Regions from separate parts of the Hordeum vulgare genome. Here all the other regions are linked to region 1. The links are chromatin contacts, called in public Hi-C maps. All regions are on one chromosome and are shown on one strand. Each heading gives the region's core, a stretch centred on a gene start, on an enhancer-like site or on the middle of the called end of the contact. The rest is flanking DNA. Distances are from core to core; before and after follow the strand shown. Region 1 has its middle 11 kb from the start of LOC123398640. Region 2 has its middle 49 kb from the start of LOC123395372. Region 3 has its middle 29 kb from the start of LOC123395372.

Region 1 (4,418 bases), core at 1,231-3,730:
CAACAGGAAGAATATCAAAAGCATGGAAAAAAAAGGACGATGTGACACCTATTCCGCATAATGGATTTCGACCAACTGAAAAAAGACGTGTGTAAAAGAATTAACCTGCTTTTAACTTTCAACAGAAATAAACGATTCAATGATAAAAAAAATAGTTTATTATGGTTCTAGAGGCGCTAATAAATGTTTGTAGCGTTCAAAAAATGTTCGTCGCATTATAGAAATGGTAGCACTTTAATTTTTGGTTTATTAATTTTTTTAAAAAAATTGTGCAAATGTTAAAAATTGTTCAGGTAGTTTGCAGAAAAGCTTTGTACCATAAAGAATCACGGCATTAAAAATGCCACACATTTAAAAATATGACTCCCAACATGTGTTAAAAAATGTCCAAGAAAATATAAAAACATCTTTGTGACTCTTAAAATAAAACTATCAACGCATGTATTAAAAAAATTCAACATATATTTAAAAAGTTTGCTGCAAATTTTAGAAATATTCAACACTAACATGTATTTGGATAAATGTTGAACATGTATTTAAAAAAACTGGAACACGTATTTAAAAAATGTTCAAGGCTTGTTAAACAAAGTCAACGTATATTTTGAAAGATGAAAGAAACGGAAAACAGAAAGTAAAAACCCAGTCGGGAAAACAAAGAAAGGAAAAAAAACATGTGTAACCTTCCCGAAATCGGTGAAAACTGAAAACCGGACGGAAGGTTCGACGCACCGATCCTTGTAAAGTTCCCAAAACAACTTCTATCACAATTAATGGGCTGGCCCATTTGAATGATTGAGGGGACTCTAGCTATGTTCTCGCGCTAAGCAAGACCTAGCATTTACGGCTAAATGGACCGGCCTAGTGCGAGGATGCCGTTTTTTCTTTCAGTTGTTTTGTTCTTTATTTACCATGGTTTTCTTTGTCGTTTTACCGTTGGTTGTTACTCTTTTGGTTTTCATTCTTTGTGTGCTAGGCCATGTCTGGTTCATTTACTCCCTAACTTTCCTTTTCTTTCAAAGAAAAACATTCTATTAGAGCATGTCAGTTTATAAGCAGGCAATGAATAATTTTGAACATTTCCAAACATGCAATTAAACTTTTTAACACATAATAAATAATTTTTAATGTATGCTGATGGCACATTCATAAAAAAATGCGGGGAACCTTGAGCGCAGATAGAACCTATTCTAGAAACGGGTGCACGCACTCCACCAACATGGGCTTGGACCATTTAGATTTCCTTTAGTTCATAGGGTAGGAAACTTAGAGGAATAGAAAAGTCATAAGAAATAAGATTATATGTATCTTAAATCCTATGAATAGGAATAGTGAAGGAGATGCCCTTTAATCCACACCATAGTTTTTTTATTAAATCTATGCTAATTTTTATTTTTATATAAATTGTGGAGGGTAGGAAGAATTCCTCCACAGGAGTAGTATTTCATTCCTATAAACCAAAGGGCTCTAAAGAAAAAAAAAGATAGAAATCCTACAAAATTTCTCCAAACCAATGGGATTTCTCCAAACCACAGGGGACTTACATTGTTTTTCTCATTTCCTCAGAACTTCAACAAGTGGCAATATGTGGGATTCAATGAACTCACACTTCATAACTAACCGGGATAACCACTTGGGACACATCCTTCCATGGCTGACATATGTTTTTCCTTCTTTGTTATATGTCACCTCGTAACACTAAAAAGGTGACTCTGGTTTTTCTTTGGCTGAATTTCTTTCGTTTTCACTCAGTTTTTTTGGTGTGTGGACTTACTTTAGGTTCATGAACATTTTTTTCTAAATTTATGAATATTTTTCAAAATCAATGAACTTTCTTCAAAAATAGATGAACTTTGGTTACAAATTTGCAAACTTTTCTTCAAATCATCGAACTTTTTTTTTTTAAATTGATGAGCTTTTTTCAAGTGCGTAAACTATTTTGTCCGTGATATTTTTCAAATTCGCTAACTTACACCAAATTTCATGCAATTATTAAGAATTTCATGATTTTTTTCAAAATTCCTGAACTTTTGTCATGTTCATGATTTTTCCTAATGCATGAACTTTTCTCAAATTCACGAGCATTTTTCATTTCCATGAGATTTTTTCAATTTCTATAACCTTTTTTTCAAATTGGTGGCCTTTTTTTAAATTAGTATTTGTTTACAATAGTTTTTAGAAATACATTTTTTTATTTATGCTCTAGCTTTAAATAAATTATGTTGGGTATATGATTGTATATGTTAACTGAAGCACGGGTCAAATGGTACTGTTTCCTGATAGTGGACAACTAAATGAGCACGACCTAGTGGTTATTGGCTACGACCATCTATATTGTCGTGTCCGGTTCCAATCCTGCTACTTCCCTAATTGATAATTGGCGAGATTGATTTTTTTAGCTAGTGATTAGATTTCGTTTTCTAGAGCAAGTCAATGGGCTGGCCCGCTACGAGTTGCCTATGAGCTCTAGCAATGCTAACCAGTAACCACCGCTAAGAGTGCCGAAGAGGAGGTACCCGGCGACTATATCTCACATCAAGCGAGATGATAGGATGTCTCGCTGAAGGGGTCGGCCCATTTGCGCATAGTTAATAATGGAAAAAGATAGGAGAAAAGGGAGCGCACAGGGGATTAGATCCGGGTCTCCACATTAAGGGCAAGCGTGGCTAGCTACTGGGCTTGCCTTAACTTTCTGATGGGACGGGTTTTCCACGGTTTCTTCCGCTTTTTTCCTAGGTTTTTTTCGGGTTTTTCCCATTGTTTTTCTCTTTTTTATTTTTTTAAAAGTTGTGTTACTTTGCTTTTATTTATTTCTTTATTTTTCCGTTTTATTTTGTTCCTTCTCCGGGTTTTTCATTCAGTTTTGCATTTGTTTCTTACTTTTTTGATTTCTTTTTTTCCTTGGTTCATTTCGTTTCTTTTTCGATTTTAATTTTTTCGGCTTTCTTTGTTTATTTTGGTTTTCATTCTACTTTTTATATGTCAACAAAATTTTCTAATACCTTTAGAAAAAATCAAATACAAATTTAACATTTTTTAATTCATGGTCAACATTGTTTCTATACACATTGTAAACATTTTTCAAATGCTTCATTGACATTATTATAACACAAGGTTAACATTTGCTGAATAAATGGTAAACATTGTTCCTATACACACTTTTTAACTTTTTCAAATGCAGGATTTACATTTTTCAGATACAAGATCAACAATTTTCCTATGCACATTTAGCATTTTTGAAATGCTTGAATGATACTTTATAGATGCAATATTAATTTTTCGACACATGGTTATCATTGTTTCTAAACACATACAAAATTCAAATGCTTGATTAGTATTTTTGAAATACCTTTTCCACATTTTTCCGAAATTATTGATTAGTTTTTTTATGTGATCAATTTTTTCATGATTTTTTATACATGGTCAACATTTTTCTATGGACATTTAACATTTTTCAAGTACTTTCTCAATATTTTTTAAATGATTGATTACCATTTTTATGTACACGGCCATTTTTTTTGTGCACATTTCTCATTTTCTAAATGCTTGCTTAACATTTTGAAAACACTTGTTCAACCTTTTTTCAAATGCTTGATTAACTTTGTTTCAATACATGATCAATTATTTTTATACACATTTTACTTTATTGTATACATTTTTAGTGTTCATGATAAACATTCTCTCTATACACTTTTTACATTATTTAAAGCTTGATAAAAAAATTTCAATTGTCTTATGTAGGGTGATTTTTTCAATGTGTTTATTTAATATATTTTAAAGTATAAACCAAAGTAAAAAAAGAAAAAACATAAAAAACATAAAACAAGGCTATTGATTCCCGCGTGCCTGGATCGACCGAACTCGCGACACCCTTTAGTGAGGGTTTCCTGTTGAATGCAAGACATAGGGGCACCCGAGGAGGTCTCCGTTATTAACATGATGTATGAACTAAACTAGACCGGGGTCTAGTATAATCTAATTTTTTCTTTCTCAAAGAACAAATTGTATAGCCAGTCTGGCCTGTCTCGGTCCACTACTCCTTGAAAACAAAATCTAGCACGACACGAATGATGAAACATGAAAGTGGCCCTTTCAAAAGAAAAAACATGGTTACTCAAAAAAAAACATGAAAGTGGCAGGCAACTAGCTCCCTAGAAAAAAAAAAACCTCAATGGCTAGGCAGCCTGCTACTGTCCGGCAGCACCAGTAGTCCAGTACGCTTTCCTCAAAAAACAAAAAAAGTCGTCCAATACGCTGCAGGATCTTCACAAGATTTTCACTGGATTGTTGCCTGAACTGGACATTCCGTGTTTCATGCGAACAGCTAAGCTAGTACTCCTACTAGCCTACTACGTCAAGAGAAATAATGTTCGACTTGACTAACTGACGGCGAGGCGACAAAGCTGCAGGAGTAAACCGGG
Region 2 (4,418 bases), core at 750-3,249, 220 kb after region 1:
TGATTTCGGTCATGTGGTCTGTTTGGCTCTCAAGAAATAGGGTTAGTCATGATGATGAGCAACTCGACCCTTTTACTTCAGTCAAGCGCATTCAGGAGGATCTGGCATTACTGGACAGACCCCCAATCGCATGCTTCCATTCTTCTAGGACATGGCTGGGAACCGCCCACTGCAGGGGTGGTCAAGATCAACATAGACGCGGCTGTAAGTATGGACTCTGGCAAGGTTGGCGCAGACGGTGTTGCACGTTCCTGCAATGCCTTGCTTGGAGCATGGAGTAAACCCCACTACGGGGTTTCTAATTTGTTTATTGGTGAGACGACGACACTGCGAGATGGGGTGATCTTTGCTAAACTGCGTGGATTCTCACGTGTGACCATGGAAACCGATTGCTTGGAGATTGTAAATCTCTGGAAAACTCGTCACTATATCTTATCTGTGGTGGTACCATTACTGTTAGAGATTGGAGAGCTAGTTTCATCTTTTTCTTCCTTTGACATTCAACATGTAAACCGGTCATCCAATGTACCGGCCCATCTTTGTGCTAAATTTGCTTCCACGCTAACGGTCACTGATAGTTGGACTAACTCAAAACCCTGTTTCCTGCTCACCAGCTTATTGGTTGATGATGCCTGGAGCTCTTTTGTTGAATAAAGCTCTCTAATTCAAACGCAAAAAAAACTATTTATAAATAACAAGAAAAAAAATAGCACAACCTTTGGGGCTAGTTATGTGAGACGGGCGTATGGGCGATCATGCACTATACCTTGCAGTAGGTGAGATAAGGACCGATGCAAAAAAAAAAAAGAAGCAACCCATAAATGATCTTGATTGGATAAGCATCTTGACCTATTAGGCATACATTGTTTGTTTGAACTTCTTGTGGACCTATCTTGCGCATAAACTGAGGCATGGTTATGCAACTTGTTGGGCTTTGTTTGACTTATGCCTAGAGTCACACAACCTAATTGTCAAATGGTATCTTGCTTATTGTGAGATGGACCGTCGTCTCGCCTCTCGCGTGTGGCTATGTGCTTGCCTTAGTAAGACGGCTCAATAGAGTGTATTTTAAAGGTTCTACAAAATTGTAGAGGATATATTTAACACCTTCACTTTTTTTTGCGCGTTTTCATAAAAAATATAGTTTTGGGGTTTCTTTTAATTTCTATGTTAGTTTTTGTTCTTTTTCTTATTCATTTTTTATTTCTTCATTACACAGCGAATATTTTTCCTATACAAAGTAGAACAACATTTTTTGAAGCATATGTTTGAAAATATTTTAAAAATGCCATGAACAGTTTAATGAAACATTTTTTAAGTGGCACAAGCAGATTTGATATGTTATTGTTACAAATATTTTTCAATCAGGATAACAACATTTTTTTAACATTTGATGAGCTATTTGTTCTTAAAACTACGTGATGTAACGTATTTTCATATATATGTTGACTCTTTCTGAATACACAATGTACATTTTTCCAATATGTGTTGAACATTTATGAAAATACACATTGAACATTTATAAAATGTACATTACATATTATTTAGATACATGTTAACCATTTTTAAGCACACATTAAACATTTTTGAAAGCTTTATGAATATTATTTTAGTGTTGTGAACATATTTTAAATGTCTTGAATATATTTTCATACATCAAGATTTTTTTTAAACATTGTTTGATTTAAGACCCATGAACATATTTTAGAATTTGTGCCCAATTTTTGAAATGTCACACACATTCTTTTGAAATGTACCAACATCTAAATCCGCAAGAACACAATTTAACACTCCTCGAACATTTTTATAATATGCGGTGAACCTTCTCCTAAAAGTTAAATAAACTAAAATTTCATGCATTTTAGGGATACAGCTAAAATTAAGGAGAAAAAAACCCGGAAAGCAAGCCTCATTAAATACACAGACACACTTAAATATGACATTGGACCGACCCACTCTAGGATGCCCTTGAGGCGAACAAACTTATAGTTCGCCTGCAGCAAGACATAGACGTGCCTAGTTAATTGAGCTAACTCCAAATCCTTTTCAGCACTTGTTGAACGGTTATTGTGGTGTTGAGCGTAGAAGACGCAACGGTTACCATGTATTTTTAAAATATTTACCATTTATGTGAGAAATGTTTCTAATGTATAATTTTGAAAAAAATACACATCAAAACAATCTATATCTATACCTAATAATAAAGCGGCTATTGCTTCCGTCGGAAAAACCCACCAGGGCATTTTATAAAAAAGCCCATGTAGTTTTTGTTATTCAACCCGCGCTCCATCATTTATCTGCAACGTAAAAGAAAAAAATAATTCGCTGCAAAAATTATACCCGTACGCATCGCCTCCTCCCGTCGACCCTGGGCCACCCTGGCATGTGCCCAGGCAGCCGCCACACCACTCGCCGCCGTGGCCGACCTCAACCGCCACCGCTGTCGATCTCAAGCCACCCGCCTCCGCGGCTGTACCTCTCCCCGCTCACTGCCCCCGTTGCGGCGCTCGAGCGCATCGCGTCGACCCTGGTCCACCCTGGCCTATGCCCAGGCCGCTGCCACACCACTCGCCGCCGCGGCTGACCTCAATCATCACTGCTGTCGATCTCAACCCACCCGCCTCCGCGGTCGTACCTCAATCATCACTACCGTTTCGGCGCTCGAGCACAGCTTCTAGATCAAATCAATGCGACGGCTACAGCGACTTGGGATGATGCGTCCGCTCGATGCAGAATGGCGGCGGCGTGCGGATAAGGCGCGGCGGAGCGAAATACTTGCAGGTGGAGGCGGGCCTCCAAGGCTCACATGGGAAACTCCGAGGTTATGGCGCGGCAATGGCGACTCCTTATGGCCAGATAGAGGCGACTAACCCTTGCTCCCCTCATCGTATCCCCTCCTCCGGAGGAACTCATCATCTGGTGAGATCCCCTCCCCATGCCTCCAACCATGTGTCAAGCACCGACAAGAAATTTTGTTTTGTGTGAATTTTTTTGCTGATGAATGAATGTATTGAATGTGAGATTGCATTGTTGTAGAGAGAGAATGAAACATCACCTTCAGTTTGTCATCTGATCCCACATTCTCTACCCCATAAGTGAAATAAGATAACAGTCCATTGATCAATTCACGTAGCCTCTTTGTTTTGCTTTGCTTGTCCCGCTCAATTTCTCATTATGGTGGAATTAACAATGAACGGGTTGATTTCTCAACAAAATAGGATAGGACTGACTACATTAGTTAGTTAGCTTATTATTTTAATAAATTAAAATGATTATAAAAAGATTAAAAGCATGTGGTATTTTTTTATCCCGTTGCAACGCACGGGCCCTTTTGCTAGTATAATCTAAAAGAATGTTAATCATGTATTTCGAAAATGTCAACATGCATATAAAAATTATTTTTATGTATAAGAAAATTATATAATTTGTATGAGAAAAGGTATACATCAAAACAAATTAAGTTTTAGAAATTTTTTTAATGATGTATATGAGAGATGTTAAACATGTATATACAAAATGTTCTTGACCCATACAAAACTTAGAAAGGGGATGAAGAAAACCGATAAAAACCCAAAAATAAAGCAAAGAAACAAATAAAAAATAAAAAGGAAATAGTTTAAAACGAGAAAGAAACAACGAAAAAAGAGAGGGAAAACCCATTAAAAATGATGATAGAAAAAAAAGGATGATGCACAATGAAAATATAAAAAACCAATGAAAAAAAAGATGAAACAAAGAAACCCGAAAATAAATATATTGAATGAAAACCGACAGAGAAAACCAGAAATAAAGCAAAAAATTAGAATTTTTTAACAAAGGAAATACAAAAGTGAACCCATGAAAAAGAAAGAAAACTGAAGTATAAGGAAGGAAAAAAATGGAAAATAGAAGAATACCATCGAAGAAGTGAAAATTCCAATAAAAAACAAAAATAAAACAATAAAGAACAGGAAAACCCGACCCAAAATAGTGAAACCAAATCATAGAAAATGCTACATTGCTACACCGGCCTACTCGCGCCACGCTTTAGATGAGGGGATCGGATATCTTACATTAAGGGAGATATAGCTCTCATGATAATAGCGTAGATAAGGAGCCGACTTTGTAAACCAATAATAATAGACTGTATACGACTCATATAAAGCTGCCTATAATGAAAATATCATAGATAGTATTATACATGACAACTAGACAATTTTTTTGAAAAAAGGACACAACATAGTACGAGTTGGGCGATAGCTTAGTTTGACTTTAAATTAACAAAGACATCAACCGATCATGATACAACTGCAAAATACAACAAAGATCAAGCACAACAGGCAGAAAGATACAGAGGCCCTGAAAGCCGCTTACAAAGCCTTGAACACTTCACACAAGAAGGATCTTACAAGGGAATGCAAAGCTAAAGAAGTCGAGGT
Region 3 (4,418 bases), core at 957-3,456, 200 kb after region 1:
CGCCCTCTACGTACGGCACCGCGTACGTGCCATCTCGATAAAACAGTTCCGGACAAACGAGATCGATTGAAGTTTGCTCGCAGTTTTTCTTTGGAAAACGCCGCCGCTTCGGTGCCAGATCATATCGTTCTTCGTTCCACAGTCACCCGTGACTTCCTCTGAAAATCACTGGAGGCGCTGTGAAAGTTTGAAGCATGGTGGTAACTTTCTGCGTGAGCTGAGATGGTAGCTAGCAGCTCACCTCACCTGTCGCATGGCGTCGCATCGGCGGGGGGCGACCTGGTTGAGCACGCCCGCAGTCGTTTCGACGTCGGGCACAATCTTGTCGTCCCTTTGGACGCGGAACCACAGGCAGAACAGCATTTGATGCCGCGCAGCGACCACGGTCTAACCGGACACCGCGCAAAGGCGACGTGACAGTGAAATCTTAGCCATCTGGTTGAAGCGACGTCCGAATCTTAGCCGGCCGTCGCGCCCTTTTTTGCGAAATGCGAGTCACACACACCGGCACGCACATCACCAGCGCGGCGACAACTCCGGGAATACTTGTTGCGGTTGGCTACATGAGCTTCTTTGGAATATCGGCGTCCCACCGCCTTGGGTTTCTCCCTCTGCTTGTCGTCGACCTCGACTTGGCGCTGTCAGAATATGAGTGAGAACGAGAGGATGAAGTGGCAAAGCACGGCAACAAGTTGGAGATGGTGTGGTTTTGTCAGCATGTGGTGGTACAAGTGTGAACTCTTTTTCTTGAGTAGACGGCTGAATTGGGTAGATCGCTTCATGGTTGGGGTGGGGTGATCCCTTGGAATCTTGAGATTAGCACCGTCCTTTCGGTTGTTGTAGGCCAATGTCGTCGTGCATAGTGGGAAATGTCGAAATGGCATGACTGTTTAGGGGATCGTATAGCTAGCTAGCAGCAACAGTGTGCCGATTCAGATAAGGGGGAAAGAAGTGCACCTGCGTTCTACAGTGACGAGGCAGGCCCTCTTGGAAAAAACGCAGCTCTGTCAGTCACATACGAAAACTGCAGAGGCTATTCAGTATTCACCCGCCCCCAGGATTGTAAGTCGGAAATAATCAATCGGTGACGGCGGGAAAGATCAGCCGGAAGGACAGTTTGTCTGATACTTACTACTGTATTTCAACAGCGACCACATTAGTTAATGATGCCAGTTGCTTGGAACACACTCAGTGCACACTGACACCAAAGCCGTGTGTGTGTGCGCGCGCGCGTGTGTACGCTCGTGATCAAAGGATGTTCCTCCTCCTGGTAATGTAAGCCGCACGCAACCCACTTCTCGATCAAAACCTAACCGCTCCCGGCATCAGTAAAAAAAATCTGCACTGCACTGCGCTGCACTTAGGCTGGTCTGGGAGTAACTAAGATAGTATCATGTACTTAAAAATAGAAAACATGCTGATGTGGTGGATAATTAAAAAAAATTAGAGTAACATAGGTAGATACCGTAACATGTTAAATGTTATGCTATTGTGTGTCATGCATGTCAATAAATAAAGACATCTATGATACTAGTTTATGATACTATGCACTACAAAGGTAGTATTATACAATAGTATCATATGCATGATACTATTACTCCCTCCGTCACGGTTTAGAAGGCACAGTTAAACTCGTGTGCGTTTTCAAAATAGACAAGGTTTAAGGCGCGAAAGCAATTACTCATATTAATTAGTACTATTACTACTCATGCATGCGCCTTCTCAATTTGCTGCTCACGCATTAGTACTAATATTTTTTCAGTTAATTAGGCGCATTAGCATTTACATCGGGTACATCTCACAACCAATCGATGACTACCTTGGTCCTAGAGATTTTTCAAGCGTGTCTTCTAAACCGTGACGGAGGAAGTAGTATTTTCTCACTTCATTAGACGCATTAGCATCTGCACCTGTTACATCTCACAACCAATCGATGCTTGGTCTCAGAGATTTTTTAAGCATGCCTTTTAAACCGTGACGGAGGAAGTATATGATACTCCTCACTATGACCCTGACAGAGCAGCAGCCATTTGCAGGCATGCATCTTCCCTAACAGTTACACGCGCAAGTACCGAGCAGCTGCGCCAGCACTGCTGGATTAGGGAGGCGAATATTAATTAATTACTCGCGGTAAAACTGGGATGGCAAGCGCAGCCGTGCGGGGAAGTAAGTACAGTAGCATAATGTCAGCACGAGCGGGCGCGCGGCGCACGTGAGGGCATGTGATGTGAGGCCCGCGCGTACCGTAAGTAGGTGACCGGTGAGGTGAGGTTGGGTGGTGGCTTGCGAATCGGAGTCACGTCTCCACGCGTGATCGCACGTACGCTTTCCTTTTTTACTTGCCTGGAACGTGAACTGCCATGAAGGCTGGCTGTGCACCGGACCGGCGCCTGTATTATGCAGCTATTTAGGCCCTGTTTTGTTTTATAAGTCCTATGACTTTTTTAAGTCCCAACTTATAAGTCATAAGTGTTGGAATATTCAGTATATGTGTGTGGCTTACAACATTTGTTTTACTGCTATTTTTATCTCCTGAAACCTGTTTGATGTAGAATTAAAAGCATCATATACATGTACAATTTACATGGAAATTTGGATGGAAATTTGTCCGAGGAAGTCGGTACTACATGCTGGAAGCACAGTACATGTATACTGGAAATTAAACTATGTTTATATATATCCCGGGTACAGCATGATAGGAATGACTAGGTTGTCCATAATTTGGCAATATGGATTGTTTGAAAGCCTGCGGGTTTGAATTGGAATTTATTCAAATCCGACGCATGACTCAAACATGCGTGATGAGACCTTATTACAGATAAATATAAGACTCCTATTTGATTACTAATGATCGTGGTTGGTTGTGCTAATCTGGAGTCTTTGTTTAAACAGATTCTTTATCTGGAAACTTATCTGCACACGGTTTAAACTAAACCGGAATAATTCTATATATTGGTCTCTATCCTCTGGCCTCAATACCATTGTGAGCGGCACCACGGATAAGGGTGAGGAACAGAGGGTAGGCCGTAAATCCAACATTGGTATCACAGCCGATTGAGGTTAATGATGTATTGTCGTTAATTCCGATCTGGATTCTAAGTCCGCTGCGTATCTCTGTCTAGCCAAAACAGAGAAGGAGTCGTACTAGTCAACTAGTACTAGTATACGTGATTCTTTTGCTCTGAACCGAAGCCAACCATCAGATCCAATCGATCTACTCCACCTCCACGCACTCGCCCAAGCCGCCGCGCCCGGCGCCCATCGGCAACCTGCTGCAGCACCCTGCCGGCGACCCGCTGCAGCGCTGCTCCTCTCGCTTTGCGGTCCGTCCTCCCCAAGCCATCGTCCGCCACCGCCCGACGAGCACGCACCTCTCCGTCTTGCGTGCTGCTGGTTGCGAGGAACATCGTCACGCTGCTGCTCCTGCTGTGATCCATCGCCACGTGATTCAGTCACGGAACAAGCCTCACCCTCCGCTCCAGTTGGCTGCTTGGAAATCGCTCGGTCGCTTCCCAGTTGCTATTCGTCGGCTGCCGTCGGACCAAGCCAAGGAAAACTTCTCTAAACAGGAAATCAATGAGGAAAAGGAAAATTTTGTAGAAGAGATGAAGGACTGGACAAAAGATAATAAGAAAGCTAGAGTTTTTATTCTTGGATCAATGTCAGATTCTTTGGCTGGAGAATATGAGTCAAAGAAAACAACTTACAAAATAATGAGAAGGCTGGAAGAGGATTTTGGAGGAAGTTTTGGTGATGGTGGCCTTAAACTCACTACCAAACACATGGGAACAATTTAAAATCTCTTTTTGTCATACTGAGCGTACTCTGAACATGCGCACCTTGAGGCACCATCTTCTTATGGAAGAAGATCGGAAGAAATATCAAGGGAAAGAAAAGAACTCATATACAGCTGAAATTCACCTTGGTGAGTACAAGAACCAAGGGAATAAAAGGAATTTTCAGAGGAAAAAGGATGGCACTGATTCGAGAGAGAAGATTAATAGGAAAAGAGATAGGGAATACAGAAAGGAAAGTGATGGCAGGCGTGACAAGGGTGATCGCTGGAATGATCAATCAAAACAGAAATTTGACAAGAAGAACTATAAATGCCATAGTTGCGGAGAATTTGGACACTTCAGATCTGAATGCAGCAAGAGGAAGAAGCCAAATGACAGGAAGGGTAATTCTAATGACCAAGACAGCCGCAAGGGGAACCTATCCCCTGAAGGTATACCTAATGCTTATGTTTGTACATAAGCTTTATTTACTAGTACTACTTTTCAGCGCAATTGGGTGGTTGATTCAGGGGCAACATCACACATAGCTAGAGATTGTAAATCATTCTTGGATTTAAAAACTATTCCCAAAGGAACTAGACATGTTTACTTAGGAACAACAGCTAAGGCAGACATACTTGG

What was found. A called contact is a pair of places that touch in the nucleus more often than the background predicts.
Region 2: a Hi-C map of leaf shows a contact between it and region 1, with 6 times the contacts expected there. The contact joins two enhancer-like sites. A contact is called at or near these places in 1 of 6 Hi-C or Micro-C datasets (leaf) and 1 of 1 datasets of contacts at active chromatin or transcription factors (embryo).
Region 3: a Hi-C map of leaf shows a contact between it and region 1, with 7 times the contacts expected there. The contact joins two enhancer-like sites. A contact is called at or near these places in 2 of 6 Hi-C or Micro-C datasets (both in leaf).

What each region holds. Positions count from the first base shown.
Region 1 is chr5H:459,454,666-459,459,083 of MorexV3_pseudomolecules_assembly, forward strand. No RefSeq gene overlaps it. Among protein-coding and RNA genes, the nearest start is that of LOC123398640, 11 kb to the left of the region's middle. Within about 2 kb of position 2,481, at least 3 of the 3 cell types and tissues checked have open chromatin away from gene starts, as enhancers often do. A contact at or near this core is called in leaf, where this site is marked.
Region 2 is chr5H:459,670,547-459,674,964 of MorexV3_pseudomolecules_assembly, forward strand. No RefSeq gene overlaps it. Among protein-coding and RNA genes, the nearest start is that of LOC123395372, 49 kb to the left of the region's middle. Within about 2 kb of position 2,000, at least 1 of the 3 cell types and tissues checked has open chromatin away from gene starts, as enhancers often do. A contact at or near this core is called in leaf, where this site is marked.
Region 3 is chr5H:459,650,000-459,654,417 of MorexV3_pseudomolecules_assembly, forward strand. No RefSeq gene overlaps it. Among protein-coding and RNA genes, the nearest start is that of LOC123395372, 29 kb to the left of the region's middle. Within about 2 kb of position 2,207, at least 3 of the 3 cell types and tissues checked have open chromatin away from gene starts, as enhancers often do. A contact at or near this core is called in leaf, where this site is marked.